Regions from separate parts of the Drosophila melanogaster genome. Here region 1 is linked to region 2. A link is a contact called in public Hi-C data. All regions are on one chromosome and are shown on one strand. The core of a region is the stretch at or near the end of the contact, and the rest is flanking DNA. Distances in the headings are between cores, read along the strand shown.

Region 1 (3,492 bases), core at 421-2,920, 190 kb after region 2:
GTGTTAGAGAAAAAAAACAGTACTCGTAATTTGAATGGTATTATAGTTATATTCTCTAGCCACTCTCCCATTTCATCACAAATCAGCGTTCAATTATTTTGGAATTACCCGTGACAAATCAAAAAAAAAAGACATAAATTCTAATGAAAATCTCATTGAACTATTAACTCTGACCCATTCTCTGGCGATAAATCAAGCGAATAAAAAAGCGCAAAATATGTGAAATATGTGCAAATGTCAGCTTTTCAATCCGAATCAATAAACTTTGAATGACACGCAGAGAACCGAGAAAGGGAATGGGATCGCCCAGTTAGAAGCGAGGATACATTGTTCCACAATTGAAATCCACTCGAAATTTTCCCCCTATCCCCACATCTTTCGCTCGGTGTCACATTTTCCATGATTTTGCTGACAGAAGTTTGTTTGTTGCCTGTTGACATATGGTGGGGAAATTGGGTGGCAAATCAAGGGAAAATGGTGGGCTCTGGGGTCCAAAGAGGTGATTGCCGTTTAAATTACGAAATCATGCATGCGGCTGAATAAGGGAACAGCAGGGAGATGGAGGCAGGAAACTGCTGGGTTTTTGAAATTATAGTGCATTTGTGTTTTGTAATTAGACCCCAAATACCTATCGATGGCGCCGGATAAGAGGGATTGTGTGTGTGTGTGTGTGCGTTTGCCAGGGTTTTTCAACGTGTGTGAGAAGTGGCCTAATGAGGCAACACTTTTGGTTCAATGTAACACCGGAACCCTCGTAAAAAATCAGGGGGAGCCCCACTGTCGGCACATACAAATCTGTAAAACGATCAGCATACAGCTCACAGCGTGAAACATAATCGCAATAAGTGAATGCACTTGGTGGTTTTGGTCTTGGGGCTTTGATAAAGTATTGAATTGCAAACTGAATTGGTGTAGAGGGGTACTTTATATATTGGAAACATAAAATACATTGGATTTAATTTGTATCCCTTAACTGGCATATATGTTTAAATGCAACATAATTGTGAATTTTAAATTGAATACCCGCTAAGTGTATATTTAAAGTATATGTATTCTTGATCAAGATCACTAGACTGTCCCAATGAGTATATGTCCCACTAGCTGAGTAAGGGCTAGTTCTCTAACACAAAAACGCACTTTTATCGCACTTTTTTCAAATGTCTTTGTTGACTCATACAATCCCGCCCTCAATCAGTCTCAAAAACTATGCACGTTTTGTGTTTTGTGTTTTGTCACTTGTACCATCGATATCCTGGAAATCCTGGCCAACAAATTGACATTTGAGCTGACACATTGAGGACGCTTTTCCCAGCTCTTTACAACTTCTATTGATTTGCCCAAGATTTGCAATCGCAGTCAAAGTCTCCAGTGTTGTCCTTGTAGCGAAAAGAGAAAAAAAAAGGAAATTTCAGGCAAGTGGCCCAAACAGCACACACAGATATGTACATACATATATATACATATAGACGTATATCCAGATGAATTGGCAACTGCGATGATGATGCGTCAATGCATGCAAATTTGTTAGCCACAAATAAGTTGGGCCCAAAGTGGTTTTCGGACTTTGCACACACAATATTTTGTTGCTCTTCCTGCTGAAAATTGTGGCTTCTGTTGCTTTCGTTTTTGTTGCCCCCATTGTTGTTGTTATTTCTGTTGTTGTTGTTGTTGTGGCGGCTGTCAATGGCAGTGATTTACATAATATGGCCAACTCGATGCAACAATTTCCTGTGCGCTGGCACCCCAAATATTTACCATCGTTTGTTTGCCAGTTTGGCCTCTGCTCTCGGCTCATACATATGTGAACTACTTCTTTTTGTGCTTTTTTTTTCTGTTTAGTCCTGTCAAAAGTTATTGGTCAGCAGGTGAAAAATCAATTCGATGGGCTCTCGGTCAAACAAACATTTCATTATTTTCGTCTCTGGCCAAACAGCTAAACCAACACGTTTTGTCATCTGCCAAATGCAAAATTCATTGAGAGACTATACGAATTTTGTGGCTCTTGATTTTGCCCTGATATCCTGCCAATTGGCCTAAACAATTGTTAATAGAATTTTTCTCCTGTGTGCGTAAATTGATTTGGCTTAGCCAAAATACGAACGCACATATCACATGCTTGTCTTAATTTTTGATTGCTTTGTGGTAAATCGAATGAAATGTCCGACCACTTGGCGTCTAAATTAACTTAAACAAGTCAATAAATTTAATCAACTAATTAATTTACCAACTGCAATGGGAAATTCCTTCAAAGGGGCTTGGGTCCGACTTCACTTCATACAATAATTTCTTAGCCGACATTTCTGCAACTGGGCGCTCCCCTTTTGCTATGAAATTTGTTGCATACGCATAGGCGCTGCCCACAAATTTGATGACATGTGTCCGCCACCTCCACCACCCCCTCTCGCACTCCTATCCTTTTTGGCCAAGTTGCTGTGTTGTCAGACGAAATCATGGACAATTTTATGCATGTCCCATGTTGAACCACAGCAGGCGAGAACCATGAATAGTCCGAATTGACAAGTGTTTAAGGGGCCACACAAAGGCTGGACATGAAGGGAGTTTGGTAGCTCGGGGGTCCTTTCCCATTCAGGATGTGGTCCAAGGGTCTATAGTTGATTCGGTTGTGGTCATATGTCTGGCCTACACTTCATGTGATGGACGAGAATTCTCCTGTAATTTCCCCTCATGATTTTGTTTACATATGTAAATATGAAAACGCTTTTGGAGTGTTCGGGTAGCTATAGCTGCTAAATTATTCAAAATTGAATTATTTCGAAAAGTTGAATGACTAATTAGTTTTCAGATTCAAATTATTCACTAAAATGCTAACATTAATATGAATACTGGAAAGAAACAGAGAAATATGGAATGTTTTTAAATATCTAAAGTCAATTAGATATATACAATATCTAAAAGTAATGCTGTGATAATCTGTCCCATCAGGCTTCAATCCTTAGCCAAATAATTTCCATATTAACTGCACTGCAGTCTCCATTTGAAAGCATAAATACATTATCATTTGCGTAACCCCAAAATAAAGTCTGCTTAATAGCAACTTAATCAGTGCTAATGTCTTGACTGGAATATCGCTCAGCCTACATACATCTATGATTGGTAAATACGATGCCAGAGTAGACTTGCCCACTGATGGCCAGCAGAAGTAATCTAACAATTTTAGCCGCCAGAGTGGGATACCAGACCAATGCAGCTGTGGAAAATCCATTCCCGCAAGCCATGCACTGCAGGCTCTATTAGGCCTAATCGCAGCTAATTTAGCTACCACAAACTGGCGCACAAACACACAGATACTCAGCCGAATGCACACAGGGAATAGCTTATGGATCTGGGGATCGGAAAAGCAGGCGGCCAGCCCCAAAACTGCTGTCTGCTGGTAACTGGTAACTGGTAACTGCCAGCGGAACAGATGCAATCATAAAATCTGTTCGAAGCACAGCCAACTAACTCAGCCATTATCCCCATGGGTAGTTGCCG
Region 2 (3,176 bases), core at 201-2,700:
GTTCCGTTTGATTCCGCTGTCCAGGAAGCCCGCAAGCGCACCGTCCTGTTTGTTTTTTTGGGACCCCTCCTCCTTCCGTATTTCCGTATTCACCTGGGGCAATGTGGCAAGTTGGAGGGGCAGTGTCATTTTGATGATGATGATGCTGATTGCCAGATATAAATTAAATATGCACAGTAGTAGTATACAGCCTGGCTGGATATATTTTTTATGTGCGCCATTTACAAATGAATAAACGAAAGCCTAAAGCCCCACGAAGCGCTGTGTGAATATATTTGAAATTAAGACCGTTTTTTTCCCCGATTTGAGATGGCCAGGAAATAAAGTTAATGAAAGAAAGATATCGGTGTTTCGTGCGCAGTTTAAATTCGAATTACGAAGAATTTACACACAACACAAGGCTCAACAGGATGTAATACACGAATCATTTAACGTTAACCAATTGAACACGTTTCAGCATTATAAAAAGCACATTCCATTCTATTCTTATAACCCATCTACATATCAAACGCTTTTCGACAGACAGCCCCGCACTCGACACTCCCGCCAAGCCAATGCCATTGGCATCGTCAAGTGGTGCTCCATCATACATTCCCATCGCCAGAATGAATTCCTATTCCTCCGAACTATCGAACACGCTGTGAGTGGGAGATTGCCAAGCCATTTCAGCTTATCCGCAAGATTTATGGCTTGCCTGCCGCTCAATTGGAGCATCTACGCTATTTCGGCTTAAAAATATAAATTAAAAATTGGAAAAGTGGCGATCTCTTAAATCATTCATCTATTTATAGCCGCCTAATGGAGCGTGGCGAGCAAAAACCAAAAATAGCAACACTCGATGGACCATCAAGCGCGTATCAATCGAGATGGCGTATAAATACTTTCGGCCGATCTTGGCCTTAAGCGCTCATCGAGATCCGAGAGGCAAGAGCATCCAAAAATACATTGAAAAGCGGCGACTTCCGCTTGCAATTACCAATGGTAATGGATTGTCACAAATGTATCCGATCTATTCAAGCATATGGCAGACATAAATCGATGCAAATAATCGAGACAATCGAAGAGCCCTCGACCATTGTTCCATCTGCCTACGAATCTACAAATCTAAAATATCTACAAATCTGCGGACTTCGCCGGCTCGTCTTTGTTTACTTTCGTTTTGTCTTCTGGCAGCTGGCCGCGCTAATCATCTTATATGGCCAGCCAGAGTTCAATTGGTGCTTGAGACACTTTTTGACAATAGCAACTAGACAATCCAAATCTGAGTTCGGCCCCAGTAGAAGAAGCCATCGATCGATGCGGTAGTTCGCCGCTTGTTAACCGGTTTGCTCAGCGATCATCATAGCTCATCTCAGTTCATCTGATCTCGCAAAGTGAATGGACATCGGTCAGCCGAGAACTTTTCGCGCAGTTTGTGTATAAATAGTGTCGTTGGGTCTGGTTTGAAAACAGAATCAACTTTGGATTAATCTAGCAGACATCGTCTTGGATCTTCTGGAAAAATGGTTAGTTCTCCAGCAGTCATCCTGCGACCAGGACTAACCCATAACCCTCTCCTTCGCTTATTGCCTTGCAGAAATTCTTTGTCATTGCCTTTGCTGTGATCGCAGCTGCCTCGGCGGCCTCCATTGCCACGGATTACCTGCCGCCAGTGGACAACAACCTGGAATCTGCCTCCGAACTCGTGGAGGTGCCCGCCGAGCAGGGAGTTCTCTCCGACGATGGATACCGCTACAAGACCGTGCGCCGCCTGAAGTTGCGCCACCGTCGTGATGTGAACGAGCTCCCCTCCGGTGAATACCTGCCCCCTGTTGAGGAATCCGCCTCCGAAGCCGTTGCCGTCGAGACTCCTCTGGCTGATGATGGCTACCGTTACAAGACCGTCCGCCGTGTGATCCGTCGTCGTCGTGATGTCTCCGAACTCTCCCCTGAGTACCTGCCCCCTGTTGAGGAGTCCGCCTCCGAGGCTGTTGCTGTCGAGACTCCCCTGGCTGATGATGGCTACCGCTACAAGACTGTCCGCCGTGTGATCCGTCGTCGTCGTGATGTCTCCGAACTCTCCCCTGAGTACCTGCCCCCTGTTGAGGAGTCCGCCTCCGAGGCTGTTGCCGTCGAGACTCCCCTGGCTGATGATGGCTACCGCTACAAGACTGTCCGCCGTGTGATCCGTCGTCGTCGTGATGTTTCCGAGCTGTCCCCTGAATACCTGCCCCCTGTTGAGGAGTCCGCCTCTGAGGCTGTTGCTGTGGACACCCCTCTTGCTGATGATGGTTACCGTTACAAGACCGTCCGCCGTGTGATCCGTCGTCGTCGTGATGTCAATGAGCTTCCTTCCGGCGAGTACCTGCCCCCCGTTGAGGAGTCTGCCTCCGAGGCTGTTGCTGTTGAGACCCCTCTGGCTGCTGATGGATACCGCTACAAGACTGTCCGTCGTGTGATCCGTCGCCGTCGTGATGTAAACGAGCTGTCCGCCGAATACCTGCCCCCTGTTGAGGAATCCGCCTCCGAAGCCGTTGCCGTCGAGACTCCTCTGGCTGATGATGGATACCGCTACAAGACCGTGCGTCGTGTGATCCGTCGTCGTCGTGATGTCTCCGAGCTGTCCCCTGAATACCTGCCCCCTGTTGAGGAGTCCGCCTCCGAGGCTGTTGCTGTGGAGACTCCCCTGGCTGATGATGGATACCGCTACAAGACCGTGCGTCGTGTGATCCGTCGCCGCCGTGATGTCTCTGAGCTGCCTTCCGGCGAGTACCTGCCCCCCGTGGAGGAGACCGCCTCTGCCATCATTGATGTGCCCGCCGAGCAGACCGTCCTGGCCAGCGATGGCTACCGCTACAAGACCGTCCGTCGTCTGAAGCTCCGTCGCCACTAAGCCGCCGATTGCGCCAACTCCCACCGCAGCATTTGAGATTTTCGAGGATGTTTTTCCAGAAGAAGTCCTGACTTTGACAGTCTCAGATTGAAACTAACAATAAGTCGAGCGTATTAGTCAATTTGAATCCACTATGAACAACCCGAGTACAAACCCGAACTTACAATAATAAACATTTTTAAAACAAATATCCTACAACTACTATATCTTTTTGCAGAATATTTTTAAATATTCGAACTATCTTTTAAACAATATGCCTAGGATTGGGATAAAGCTTATAAAGTCGAAGGAGTTGGTGAAAAGA

What was found. A called contact is a pair of places that touch in the nucleus more often than the background predicts.
Region 1: a contact with region 2 is called in a Hi-C map of the Kc167 cell line, with 2.6 times the contacts expected there. A contact is called at or near these places in 1 of 107 Hi-C or Micro-C datasets (the Kc167 cell line) and 2 of 7 datasets of targeted methods (both in the Kc167 cell line).

The regions. Positions count from the first base shown.
Region 1 is chr3L:5,084,559-5,088,050 of dm6, forward strand. It overlaps lncRNA:CR46198 (long non-coding RNA:CR46198), which reads right to left and starts at 1,671. Exons shown (of 2, transcript NR_133172.1): 1 at 1,451-1,671; 2 at 1,022-1,376.
Region 2 is chr3L:4,895,414-4,898,589 of dm6, forward strand. CG13705 reads left to right here and starts at 1,451. Exons shown (of 2, transcript NM_139681.2): 1 at 1,451-1,505; 2 at 1,577-3,057. The coding sequence starts at 1,503. The coding sequence ends at 2,872. Dnah3 (dynein, axonemal, heavy chain 3) reads left to right here. Exons shown (of 52, transcript NM_139680.3): 52 at 1-336.